2 separate regions of the Zea mays genome follow, and region 1 is linked to region 2. Evidence: chromatin contacts called from public Hi-C data. All regions are on one chromosome and are shown on one strand. Each heading gives the region's core, a stretch centred on a gene start, on an enhancer-like site or on the middle of the called end of the contact. The rest is flanking DNA. Distances are from core to core; before and after follow the strand shown. Region 1 has its middle 170 kb from the start of LOC103639995. Region 2 has its middle 29 kb from the start of LOC100278708.

Region 1 (6,585 bases), core at 912-3,411, 160 kb after region 2:
CACTCAGCGCGGCACCAAGAAGAAAGGCAAGAAGAAGTCGCAAGCGAAACGCGACGCCGCCGACGCAGACCTTGTCGCCGCCGCTGAGTACAAGAACCCTCGGAAACCTCCCGGGGGCGCCAATCTCTTCGACAAGATGCTCAAGGAGCCATGCCCCTATCATCAGGGGCCCGTTAAGCACACCCTTGAGGAGTGCGCCATGCTTCAGCGCCACTTTCACAAGGTCGGGCCACCTGTGGAAGGTGGCAGGGCCCGCAATGACGATAAGAAGGAGGATCACAAGGCAGGAGAGTTCCCCGAGGTCCACGACTGCTTCATGATCTACGGTGGGCAAGTGGCGAATGCCTCGGCTCGGCACCACAAGCAAGAGCGTCGGGAGGTCTGCTCAGTAAAGGTGGCGGCGCCAGTCTACCTAGACTGGTCCGACAAGCCCATCACCTTCGACCAGGGCGACCATCCCGACCGCGTGCCGAGCCCGGGGAAATATCCGCTCGTTGTCGACCCCGTCATCGGCAACGTTAGGCTCACCAAGGTCCTCATGGACGGAGGCAGCAGCCTCAACATCATCTACGCCAAGACCCTCGGGCTCCTGCGGATCGATCTGTCCTCGGTCCAGGCGGGCGCGGCGCCTTTCCACGGGATCATCCCCGGGAAACACGTCCAGCCCCTCGGACAACTCGATCTACCTGTCTGCTTCGAGACTCCCTCCAACTTCTGAACGGAAACCCTCATGTTCGAGGTGGTCGGGTTCCGAGGAGCCTACCACGCAGTGCTGGGGAGGCCATGCTACGCCAAGTTCATGGCCATCCCCAACTACACCTACCTCAAGCTCAAGATGTCGGGCCCCAACGGGGTCATCACCGTTGGCCCCACGTACCGACACGCGTACGAATGCGACGTGGAGTGCGTGTAGTACGCCGAGGCCCTGGCCGAATCCAAGGTCCTCATCGCCGACCTGGAGAGCCTCTCTAAGGAGGCGCCAGACGTGAAGCGCCATGCCGGCAATTTTGAGCCAGCAGAGACGGTCAAATCCATCCCTCTCGACCCCAGCAACGACGTCTCCAAGCAGGTCCGGATCGGCTCCGAGCTCGATCCCAAATAGGAAGCAGTGCTCGTCGACTTTCTCCGCGCAAACACCGACGTTTTCGCGTGGAGTCCCTCGGACATGCCTGGCATACCGAGAGTGGTCGCCGAGCACTCGCTGGATATCCGAGCTGGAGCCCGACCCGTGAAGCAGCCTCTGCGCCGATTCGATGAAGAAAAGTGCAGAGCCATAGGCGAGGAGATCCACAAGCTGATGACAGCAGGGTTCATCAAAGAGGTATTCCATCCCGAATGGCTTGTGTAACACCCTGAATTTGGGGGTATAAAATTTCTTTTCTAATATCCACCAAATTCAGGTGTTACCCTCTCTTTTCCTTACTTTTCTTTTCTTTTTTTTTCTAAATAATGGATAGGTATTTTGCTATATATTGGCGTAAGCCTAGTGAAGTGAGCCCTAGAGCTGTTTTGTTTGTTGCATTCATACCGTCACAAAGTGTTTCTAAGTGCAAAAAGTGTTTGAAACGTGTTAATATACCATGTAGAAGCCCCAACAATTTTTTTATTGTTTCAGGGTTTTTTTTTCCTTTTCCTGAAAAGCAAAATCTATTTATTTAAGACACCTAAAATAATTTACAAACTCTAAGTATTTTGATTTGAGTTCACGTGGTGCCAAAACATATCTACGGATTGTCCTAGAATTTTTGAGCCATTGGAACATTTTCAGGTACTAAATATAAATTTCAGATTTTTTTTGGAAATTTATTGATTTGTAAAATCCAGATATTTATTCTAATCTGATTTACGAAGTTTGTTTAATTTATGTTCCAAAACTCCTTTTCCCTTCCTTAGACGATCCCCAGCCGTGAGCCAATTGCTGCACGTTTTGAAGAAAATGGCTGGGCCCCACGTGCATGCATTCTCCAATATCCTCGCACGCAGAACTGCTCGCTATCACGACGTCGTCACCAGCGTCCATGATGCCAAAAACTTCAGAACCACCCGATGCTCCTCTCCGTGCTCCAAACTCCCACGCGCAGGCCACCGCGGCCCGTGCCCCGCTCCTCGCCCGGCCGGCCCAATTCCTAGTGTGCGCGGCCCATCCCGTGTGCGCGCTCGCTCAGGCCCCTGCACGGCCCAGCCTCAGCTGGCTCGCCTCGCTCGCACAGCGCGCGTGTGCGCTCTCTAGCCGCTGCTATTGCCATGTCTGTGGCCCCATATGTCAGGTCCATCCCCTCCCTCTAACCTCCCCCACAACGCACGTCCTAGCACCCAACGATGCAATACTAACGCAAAATGCCGCTCAAACCAACTCCGTGCAGCCCCCTCTCCGCACTCGCCTCATCCCCCAGCCCCCGCTCCCTCCACGGCGAACGCCGTCCTGCAGCCTCGGAAGCAGCGCGGGTGCAAGCGAGCTCGACGCGGCCGGTCCCCGGCTAGCCCAGCTCGACGCGGCCGACCCCAGCATCCCAGGGCGCGACAGCACCTCCAGGCGAACGCCCAAGTCACGGCAAGGCAGGGCGATGCCCCTGTGCGCGCGAGCCCTATAGCTTGGCTGACCGGGGCCCCCTTGCTGCGCGCGCGCTCTACCGAGCTGTGGCCATGGCGTCCAGCCAAGAACCGCCCCTGCCCATGCGTTCCTCCGGTGAAGTGCCCCCTTGCCGACGGCCATGCCTCTCCCCCACTCGCCATGGCCACCTGCTACTCTGCGTCCTACCATTCTGTGCAGCAGGGCAGCAGGAGAGCAGACCCTCCCCCTGCAGCTATTGGCCGTGCCCTCTCCGTGTAATCAAATCAACCATGGATGACCCCTTTCTCCTGGTCGTGCTTTTGGCTGAAGGAAGAAGAGAAATGCCCATAGCCACACTTGATCCCATCCTTCCGGGATCTGTTGTGGTCTTGCTTCTTGTGACCCTTTTTGCGGCCACTTCGTCACCAGTGAGATGCACTACATCATCGGTAATCTGCGATTAAGTAATTATTCCATGCCTTTTGCTTTAATTACTCGTTTCAATCTGTTTTAAGTGCATTGGATTTGCAACGACGTTGTCCTCGTGTTACTAATACTATTTCATCATTTCACATGTTTTAGATATTTTATTAAATATTTATTTAACTAAGGTTTTAATATTGTTTTTCCCCATTGAAGCTGATTTACCGTTTTTAACCCGCGCACGACTTGCCTAGGCTGTTCTCGCCTCGCCGTTCGAGCGAGACGCGATTCGCGCGCTTTAATAAAATTGGCTCACCACTCACGTAGAAAAAAGTGTTGTGCAGGATTGGTTGCAGCCACGATTTTGTGGTACTCCTTGTGGTTTCGGCTCAGCCAACTAAAATACGCTACCTCATCTTAAATACGTGAACTAGTAAATATTGAATATATTTTACCTCGTAGATCCATTTTGTCTCGTTCCAGTTGTTTTAGATTTGTATTAGATTTGTAACGACGTGTTAATAATATTGTTCCATTGTTTCACATATTTTAGCTAATTTATTTTTAATATAAAAACAACATTTAGTTAGTGATTCTCGCATGTTCGCATTCTGCTTCGCGCATCACGCGTCGCTCACTCATGTCGCGTGTTGTCCGCACACTACCCGCCTGTACTGTTCGCGTGGCACGTTTAAGTCAGCGCGTGCCGTTCGCACACATCGTGCGTGTCGTTCACACGTGTCGACGCGCGCTGTCGCGTACGCCGTTCCGCGCACCTTGTTTAGTGTGTTGCGTGCCATGTCGCGCGTGCCATTCACACGCGTTGTCGCACGCCGTGCGCGTGCCGCAGTATTGTTTCTTGTGTCGTGTGGCGTCTACGTGTAATAATAAATTATTTTCGCTTATCATATATTTTAGATAATCAACCTAAGGTTTGCTCGACTAATATTTATTAGATTAATATATCAGTTAGATTAAATGTGTAATGTTCAATTTGCACTTTTATAATAAATATTAACATGGTAAATATTAACTTAACTACTTTCTATTTATTTAATATTTGTTTAGTATAAACGTGTCGCCTATTTAGTTTTCCTCGCCTGTCGAGCGTGCTGTTCCGCACGTGATGGCGTGCTCGTTCGCGCTCGTCGCGCGCGCTGTTTCGTGTGTCATCAGCGTGCGATGTCGCGCGTATCCGCGCGTCGTTCGCACGCTGTCGTGTTGTTTCGTGCATCGTCAATTCGCATCGCTTAGAATCTCTTGTGTTAATTAAATTACTTATTTATTTGACAGCTGTTAGCGTAACAGATTTAATTAGAACTAAATAGCAGTTATAATTTATATTTTATAATATCGAATTAAATGTTTTACTTAATATTTATTTAGCGTAAACGCGATATCTTCCAGATCGACGCTTCGAGTTCGACACTTCTTTTCCCTCGCGTGACTGTAGTAACACGCTCTATTTTGTTTTGCATGTTTTATTATGTTTGTATTTGTATGGTGTAATGTTCTTATGCATATATATGTTTGCTTGCTTGTGTCTGTTCGTCTTCGCTCCGCGTTGCAATTAGAATGCGATCCATCTCCAAGTTTCGAGGGATCGAAGATCAAGCGTTGGCGACCATGTGATCAAGCTCTCTGAGTTCTATGAGGCTGAAGATCCTGAGCATCTGTTTGGTGAAGGCAAGTGTCCTTTGACCTTTTATGTCCCATTTACTTTATAATTCATCAACCCGCATACCATGATCAACCTAAGGATTGACTAGCTTTGTATTTACCTTGTCCTTGCTTACCTTTTGGGTTATTATGGTTAGCATTTTGCAATTGCCTTAACTTAATCAATGAACATGATGTGACTATTTATGATACGATACTGTTATCCTGATTATACTGTTGATCTTGTGATACTCTAGGGGGCTCAGGCTATTTCCTGAGTACCTCTCCGTAAGGACCTGTTCGTTGAGAGACCACCCGGGATAACAGTGCAACCATGAGGGTGGAATGGGGTGCCCTTAGCTAATTAATTAGAGGAACTAGAAGTGTAGTTGCTTCGCCGTCGTGCCGTCAATGGGGTCCAGGCACAGTGCTTGCTCTGCCGAGGCGGAGTGCCGAGGTTCTTTCGTTTTGTCTTTTTTAGTCACCCTCCTGCGGGGAGAGGTACTGTGTTTATCAAACTGGAGAAACCTAACGGGCAGCTATGACCTCTAGGGAATCTTTGTAAAGGCTTCGTAGTGAATCCCTGGCCATTCACCTTGGGAGTGAATAAGGGTCTTGCAAGCCCGGGCTAGAGAGGGAATCACGGCTCATGGGTAAAGTGTGCGACCTCTGCAGAGGGTAATGAAACTGATATATCAGCCGTGCTCACGGTTATGAGCAGCCTTGGGATCCTCTTTGATTAGAGATAACAGATGGTTCGAGATACAATGGTTCTACTAATGTTTTTGGTTCGATGATGATCATGATGTTTCCTCGATGAGGAAATGGCTCACGGGTTGGTTATTACTAAAACTTGGCTTCCACTAACAATAAATACTTGACCAACTAAAAGCAACTGCTTTGACCTTAACCCCACATAAAGCTAGTCCACCTCAGCCAAACGGGACATTTGCTGAGTACGTTGATGTGTACTCACCCTTGCTTTCACAAAACACCAGGTTGCCTTTGGTGCAATCTATGCTCAGGTAAAGAAGAAGGCGTCGAGGCGGATCTCTAGGAGTTCCAGGGCTTCGATGAGTTCGAGGATTAGGCTAGCGACCTCCCCCAGTCAGCTGCCTGTGGTGGGTTGTTTACGTTGGCTATGTTTCGATTCTGTGTACTTTGATTTATATTATGTAAATGGCTCTCGTCTGTAATATTATTACTTACTCTTTATTGTAATTCGAAGCATTGTGCTATGATGAGTCATTTATGTAATCGCCGTGTACGTGAATTTCTAATCCTGGCACGTAGATGGTTCGCATTCGGTTTACCTTCTAAAACCGGGTGTGACATAAGTGGTATCAAAGCCTTGCTGACTGTAGGACCGCTATCCTAGAGTAGCATTGGTCGTTTTAAGGACATATTAACTATTCCTTCACCTCATCCTTGTTGCTGCTTCAAAATATTAGCCACGTCGGCTAATTCTATGTTATGCTTCTATATATCACCTTGCCAAATGTATTTTATTCTAATATTGTCTATGCTTCACCTATTCATTGTATTAGATCTAATCTCACTCTTGTGCTTGCGACATCTTTGTATATGCCCCCTGACCATTACCTTCTTGTCTTTTGAGATTCTTTTCTCTTCCATTATTAAATTGCTACCATTTGACCATCTCTATTCCCTTCGTATTGACATGCACGTACCCCTAGATTCTCCAATACTCTTGTTTCAAATGCTGACATCAGAATTTGTACTGCCTACTTGAACACTTCAGTTTATATGTCCATGAACTTCTTGTCTTTTGAGATCCCTTCCTATTCCGTTGTTAAGTCGTTATCTTTTGGCAATTTCTATTCCCTTAGTTTTAGTATGATCATATCTTTGGAGTCTTGCATACTCTTATATTTTATCTATGCTTATCTTCATACCCTAATGTTTGTTTAAGACATTTTAGCTTACATACC
Region 2 (7,499 bases), core at 196-2,695:
ACTCGGCCATGGGTTTCTCAAGACCAGAATAGGTCCCCGCCAACCGATAGCTCAGTACCCCACCATCCAGCCTCTTGCCAGGTGGATACACGATACTCTCGCCATCTCTCCACTCCCATTGCGGGCCAACCTTTCTAGTATTGGTCCAACCGAGGCTAAGCTTACCAATGATGAGGCATGTGGCCAGTTAAAGGGTCCTAGATCAACAGGCCAACAATCGGAATGGTCCTTAATCGACATAGACAGTACGACCTTTCCTGCTCAATGTCTGGTCTCACATTAAATTATTTATGAAAACCTGGTACCTGTTAGAGGTACCCTTCTAAAATGATGAAGTCATCAAGGCCTTTGATACCTTCATCATTCTAGTTCATTTTTCTTTGTAAAAACAAGATTCATAGATCAAAACATTTTTGTTCCTAGTCTATAAGCATACTAACCACGTCTAGCTTTTCAAATCAGGTATCAAGGATGATAATCAATAATTCAAGGAAGTTATGCAGCAAAGGGTTAATCATTAAATTCCTACCACCTAATGCAGCATATAAGTGATAAAAGTTTTAAAACAGCAAGTAGGTGGTAAATGCACCGGGGCTTGCCTTTGTGAGGAGGAGAGTCGGGCTCTTCTATAAGGATATTGCAGTTAGCAGCAAATCCAAATGGGGCACCTTCTGGAGGACCTTCGGCGATAACCTCAGTTGGAGAAGTTTCAGGTGGAGGAACAGGCTCCTCTTCCACTTCCACTTCAAATTCTTCTTCTAGGTGCTCTACAAGTCAACTAGAAATACATGCTCATGTAATGATATGATATGCACAATCTCACAAGGGAAAGGTGGAATGCTCAATTATTCTTAAGTAAACATATAGTTATTATACTTATAGTTTTAGGTTATCTAATGATGGCTTAAAGTGGTCCAACTAAATCTACTTCAAAGTATCAGAGAACATATACTCCAAAGCTTGCCAATATTGGTGTTTGACATTATGTGTGACTCAAGTTTGATCCAACCCTAAATTAGTATTAAAGATTAGTGTGTTTTAAATACTCATACATAGTTAGTTTCTGGTTTTCTAATTAAATAAATTCCAAACATGCTCAAACTTTGACCAGGAGTTATTCTAAAGGTATATAAATTTCTCAAAATTTTCTATGATTTTTGGACCTATGGTTTTATTTCTAAAATTCTTTCAAGCTTCTCAAGCGTACTTTAAAATAACTAAGAATTTACTTATTATGGCAAAAACCCTAAGAATAATTTTAATATAAACTACATAATTTCGTGGGCTCTACAAAATTAGTTTAGTAATTTTTTGCAGTTTCCTATAATTTATAATGAATTTTGCAACCTGCTACTCAAAAGAAAAAGGAAAACCACCAATGGTACTGGCCCGAAACCATACGCTCGGCCCACGGGTTTGCCAGAGCACGGCCCCACATCAGCCATTCTCGCCCGCGCCTATCCTTTTTGCGGCCAAGTCCCTACTGCCCAAATTAATTTCACCGAGCCTATTCTACTATTGCAGTGAGTCAAAGTCCCACGCGTTTAACCCCTCGGTCTTCGTTTCTTTTACCACGGCGGGTCCACGACACCGCCGCGCTAGAGTGTCGGCGAGCCGAAATCCAACTAGCCAAAGGGGCCGTCCCCAGCGAAAATCGAGGCACCCCCGCATGCCCCGGACCAAGGCGAACTCACTCAGGGTAGAAACGGCTACGGAGACCTTAAGAGCTATGTTCACCGTGACACCGGTGAACACAAAAGTCCGGCGAGCCACGACTAGAACCTAGGACATGGTAGAACTTAAACGAAGAGTATGGGGAGCATCAGTGGCTCACCGAGCACACGATGCTCATCAAAGTTTGCTTGGAGAAGTCGTAAGCGGATCGGTCAACGTTGGGGGTGGTTCACGGCGTCGATCCACGACGGCAAGCCGGTGTTCTGGACCAACCAGAATGTTAGAGATCAAACGGGCAATTCGGTGGGCTTCACCATCAAGCGTAAGCATTGGAATACTAAACCCAGGGCACAAAATTATACCGTGTTAGCCTGACCTTGATGGGGTGAGACGTCGGCGGCGTGATCACCAAACGCAGGGAATCGCTGTGCGAAGGACTTGGGCAAACACCCGGTGCGGCTAGGGGAGCGCTAACACAGACATGAAGACGTGAGCCACTACAACCCACGGTGAACTGAACTGAACTAAGGGGGGGGGGGGGGGGGGGGGGGGGGGGGGGGGGGGGGGCAGCGAAGGCTCCTGAGCCTGGCTCTTAAGCAAATGGGACAAAGTGTATGCACTAGCTAGGTTCAAAGAAATCAGGATGAGGAGGGACCTCGAGGTACCATCAGTTACATGAGTGTAGGCACGTGGCTTCACTTCCCCACTCCACACAGGACCAATATACAGAGAGGTAAAGAGTGGAGGCTTAATCCTGTGCTGACAGCAAAACACATGAGTAGTTGAGTCACCATTTATGATATGCTCAATTCTGCCTCTGTTGCCTTCACGCCATTTTGTTCAGGATAGAGTTATTCTCATCCATTTTTTTCTAGAGTTTCCTGGAAGGGTGTAGTAGATTGGGATCCTGTCTGCTGATATTTTTTTTATCCTAGCTGAACTAGTCGAACTTGAATGCAGGACCAAATTGGGACCCCTTTTTCTCTCAATTACCAATAGCAACAGATCCATCTTAATTCACAAGAGTTATTCCCCAACCATAGATCTACTAACTTGCTATAGCAACCCATGGTTCAAAATACTCAGAACAAGAGTTATGGTGTACCAAAGTAGAGCAAAAAGACTGAAACACCCAGTTTCAGCTAACTGAAACAGCTCACCCCCAACCTGACATAGAAAATTTCAACACCTTTTTCTTCACATTTTACTCAGTAGCAAGCCCAACTCTCAACATGAAACTGTTTCACCTTCAAATTATCTTCCATCTTGCTATAAAACTTTTGGACCAAAACCTCATGAAATTGTCACAAAAATGCTCGAAACCGGGCATCATGCACTGCAAATTCAGTTTTCAGTGACTGAACATAATTCAATTACAGCCAACCTGACAGCTGATCTTGGAACCAATGTTTCTCCAGGTTTTGTATAAGATCAAGTCCCTCACCCTTAAATACATTTGTTCATTTATAGATAACCTCCATTTTTGTTATAAGGATCTCAGCTCAAAATTGCCTAGAAAAGGCACCACACAGCTCCAAAGTAGAGCCAAATACTGAAACTCAAATCTGTTCACTATTCATTATCTGGAAACTCCAAGAACCTGACAGCCCATCTTTAGGCACCCTTTTCTGTGATATTTGTGTAGCACCAAGCCAGCCTCCCTTAAACAAACTTGCACACTAATATATGTTCTTCAACTTTTCTTTAAATGGTATGGTTTAATACTCCAAGGATCAAGCACTAGAGAGCTCCAAAGTTGAGCCAAACACACAATGTCTGTGTGCTGAAATAAGATTTAGCACATTGAATCTTTGGACTACTGTTACTGTCAGGTCCAACTGGTTTTAGTGGCATTACCCTTAATCAAACTTGTACATAAAAGTATAGGCTTCCACTTTGGTACAACACTCATAGCCCAGAACTATATGGATCAGCCCTTAAGGAGTACCCCAAATCTATTTCAGACTCAAAAATCATCAGGGCTGAAATTTGCTCTGAAGTCTGAACATTGCATCCTTAGGCTCCTTTTTCTGCCAGTTCCATATGGACCTAGGGTTATGTGACTTAATAAAGTTTGAGCACCTGGTGCAGCTCTACAACTCTGCTACAACGACCGTTTTCAAACTGTCTACAGATCGAAAGTTACAGAGGCCTAAAGAGAGCTAACTAATACGAATTCCAGAATTCCAAACCCTAAGTCAAAACTTAGTTTTAAGTTTTTCTCCACTTCTTCCTATGAAACTTGTAAATCTCTACACATGGAAATTGCTTGGTTTGGAAAACCCTATAACTTTAATATTTTGACTTTTGGCAAAATATTGCCAGATCACAAATTTCACCTTTGGGACCAAAACTTGAGTTTTCAAACTAGGTTTTCCACTCTCTATCCATTACCACATTTCATTTAGAATTTGTCTTGGTCCTAGTGAATGCATTCTAAGTGTGTTCAATACAAAGATGCCAATGCATATGATGTCATGCAAAGTTTTAGTTTTCAGTAACAGCAGGGGTGTTACACCTGCGCGCGCCCCGGCGCGGCGCCGGTCTGGTCCCCGGCGCGCAGCGCATTCCCGCGCACGCAGACCTAGCGCGCGACATTTAAATTTCAGTTTGATTAATTTTAAATTTAGTTTAATTAACGTGCTATGTCTCGTGACGATTTAGTTAAAATCCAGATTATTAATGTGTTGCGTCGCGCGCTTCGCCGCACGACGATTCATTTTAATTTTAGATTATTTAATGTGTGACGTCGCACATTTAGTCGCGCGACGTTTTGTTTTAAATTTAGTTTAAGTGATGTATGCCGTCGAGCGCTTCGTCGCGCGACGCTTTACGTCATTTTCATATTTAATTCAGGTATTTCGTAGCGCGCTTCGTTGCACGACGATTCGTTTAATTTCGGTTTTGTCTAAGTGTTGCGTCGCACGCTTCTCCGCGTGACACTTATTTTATTTTTTAGCTTAGTTTGCGCGTGCTGTCGCGCGCTTCGTCGCACGACAACTTGTCCCAATTTTCGGTTTAGTTCACGTGTGCCGTCGTGCGTTTCGCCGCCGACAATCCTCTTAAATTTACCTTGAATTGTTTATAATAATTGAACGCGTAGCGTAACTTTATTTTATGCATAACGCGATTGTTAAATTAATATGGGTATGTTTTCACAAGTGCTTTAATCCGTAGTTGCTTAACATAATCTCTTTTCGACCATAGCCTCGACCGTTGTTTTTTCTTTCTCGCTTAGTCGTAGGTGCGAACCCTGCGCCAAGCGTCTGCTTATTTGTTATATTCTACTGTGTGGTGTACTATTCTTTTTGTATTAAATTTGTGGAATGTATGTTTGAACTCGTATAGATAACAGTCAGTTGGCGGAGTCCGAAGGAGTTGCAGGTGAAGACCCTGAGCAGCAGCTGGTTGGTGAAGGCAAGTGTCCCTTGACCCATCTATGTCCTACTCATTTTATAATTCACTCCCCGCATTTACACAATTTATACCTAAGGATTGACTAGCTTTTGTTTATCATGCCCTTGTTTACCTATGTGGGTTGGGTTATTTCGGTTTAGCTCTATGCTATTCCTCCACACTAATCAATGAACATGATGAGATTATTTCTGATACGTTGTTTTCCCTTTTGATTATGATGATGATATTGTAACATTTAAGGGGACTCGAGCGGGTTTTCGAGTGCCTCTCAGTGGTTTGTTGGATGACCACCCAGAAAAATAGTGCAACCATGAGGGTGGTATGAGACGCCCTTAGCTGAATAATTCGAGGAACTAGGGTGTAGTTCGCTTCGCCGTCGTGCCGTCAATGGGGCTCGGTGTATGCGGCTCGCTCTGCTGAGGGTGGATTGCCCAATGGGGAGGAGTGCGGTACATTTAGGAAACCTAACGGGCGGCTACAACCTCAGAGAATCTTTGTAAAGGCTACATAGTAAAACTGTTGGCCCTTGTTCTCGGATGCTACATACCAAGAACAAAGCAACACAATTGTTAACGATTAGAGACCTTCGTCCTTCGAAGCATTATCTCTCTTAGGATATAATGATCTTCACACGAAGGTCATGAAGGACATACCTTCATCATTTCAGTAAGCAAAAATGTAAACAGAGACATATGAAACACAAAGAGAATATGAATAATCATTTCAAATCATTGGACTATTCATATTCTTATTTTATAAGCATGAATAGGCATCAATAACGTTTATATTTCATTTGTACCTTCCGCTTGATAGAAGGTGAAAAGCGGAAATGACGCGAGAGTGTTTACAAGTCAGCATGAACAGTAAAGTGTTACTGTTCATCTATTTATAGACACAGGACGCAGCCTAGACAAAATTACATTCATGTCCCTCACATATACTGTTAGCCAAAAGGCAAGCTGTCGAGGACTAAGAAGTCTTTTCCCCTTTAGGTCGGTTTCATCCTCCACCACCGTCCTTGTGCTGAGCCAAAGCTTCTCTAACCACATCTTCGGAGCTGGTTCATCCTTCCTCTAGACCGCGCCTTTCATACCATGCACATCTTCCTCTCAAAGCCGAAGCTTTCTGAGGCAGTATGTTATACTGTAAAACATGTTAGTTAAGTTTTTGAGGACCTTCGGAAGAGGAAGGCCCCCAACAGTAGCCCCTCGCAGTATTAATTTGTTTTTTGCATCTAACAAATTCAGACTGTGACGCGAACGAAGGCCTTTAGCCGAAGGTCTGATAAAATATCTTCCCTTTGCTAGAACAGCGAAAGTCAATGACATGTAGGGCCCGCCAAGTTGCAATGCACTAGGCATATAAATAGGAACCCGCAGCGACAACATTTGTTGCGCCATGTCAATTGCTTGTGCTATTTTTTCAAGCTTGAAATTTCTTGCTGTCAGATTTCGATTTATTTGTGAGCTTCGTCATTTACACAAGTGCTCGTTAGATGTCTGAAGAGAAGAAGATGTCTAAGGAGAAGAAGGCTGTGGACCCTGCTCTAGCTGGGTTTTACGAGGCTATGGAAAAGACAAACACGAAAAAGATTACGAATGAAATATTAGCTGGGTTGTCTGCGGATTCTGATGATAGCGAGAACTTTGATGTGGAAAGTGGGAACGAAAATGCCGAAGATCGGCCCTAGCGGCCAAGTCATACTATCTTTGGAAAGTCGTCCATCAAACAGAGTCAGATTGATGCTATGAAGGGAAGATATTTTTGTGATATGTCTATTTTGAGGGCTAGGGGGGACAAGGAGGATGAAGTTGTTGTTTACAGGAGCTTCATGAAGGAAGGACTTCGGTTTCCACTGAGCAAATTTCTGGTTGAAGTATTAAAGACTTTTGAAATCTTTCTTCATCAGATTACTCCCGAAGCTATAATCAGGATGGGTATTTTTGTTTGGGCCATGAGGAGCCAAGGGCTAGAGCCAAGCGCAAAGTGCTGCTGTAACATGCACGAGCTATTGTATGAGACGAAGGCCACTGGTAAGGAGCAATATCACAATAATTTTGGTTGCTATGGCTTCGTTCCTCGTTCTAATGTAAGTTATCCAGTTCCAACATTTCGAAAAAGGTGGCCAGGGGCCTAGATGGAGGAATGGTTTTATGTAAAGAATAATCTGATTGAAAGGGAAGACATAAAGGGGATTATCCAACGCACTATCTGGTCTCGCTTCGGCATCAGAAGGCCGGCTACTGCGCTTGGGAACGATATCGAAGCATGCTAGAAGGCTTTCAATAATGTTTGCTCCTTTATTGGCACAAGAGACCTAGTTCAGGAGCACATAGCCTACAGAGTGTGGTCTCTTGTGAATGACTGGGAGATGCCGAAGGAGACTGCTACTGGGTCCAGTCAAGGTG

Evidence for each region. A called contact is a pair of places that touch in the nucleus more often than the background predicts.
Region 1: a contact with region 2 is called in a Hi-C map of leaf, with 6 times the contacts expected there. The contact joins two enhancer-like sites. A contact is called at or near these places in 9 of 25 Hi-C or Micro-C datasets (ear, leaf and tassel).

What each region holds. Positions count from the first base shown.
Region 1 is chr9:69,564,495-69,571,079 of Zm-B73-REFERENCE-NAM-5.0, forward strand. No RefSeq gene overlaps it. Among protein-coding and RNA genes, the nearest start is that of LOC103639995, 170 kb to the right of the region's middle. Within about 2 kb of position 2,162, at least 15 of the 20 cell types and tissues checked have an H3K27ac peak or open chromatin away from gene starts, as enhancers often do. A contact at or near this core is called in ear, leaf and tassel, where this site is marked.
Region 2 is chr9:69,405,341-69,412,839 of Zm-B73-REFERENCE-NAM-5.0, forward strand. No RefSeq gene overlaps it. Among protein-coding and RNA genes, the nearest start is that of LOC100278708, 29 kb to the left of the region's middle. Within about 2 kb of position 1,446, at least 15 of the 20 cell types and tissues checked have an H3K27ac peak or open chromatin away from gene starts, as enhancers often do. A contact at or near this core is called in ear, leaf and tassel, where this site is marked.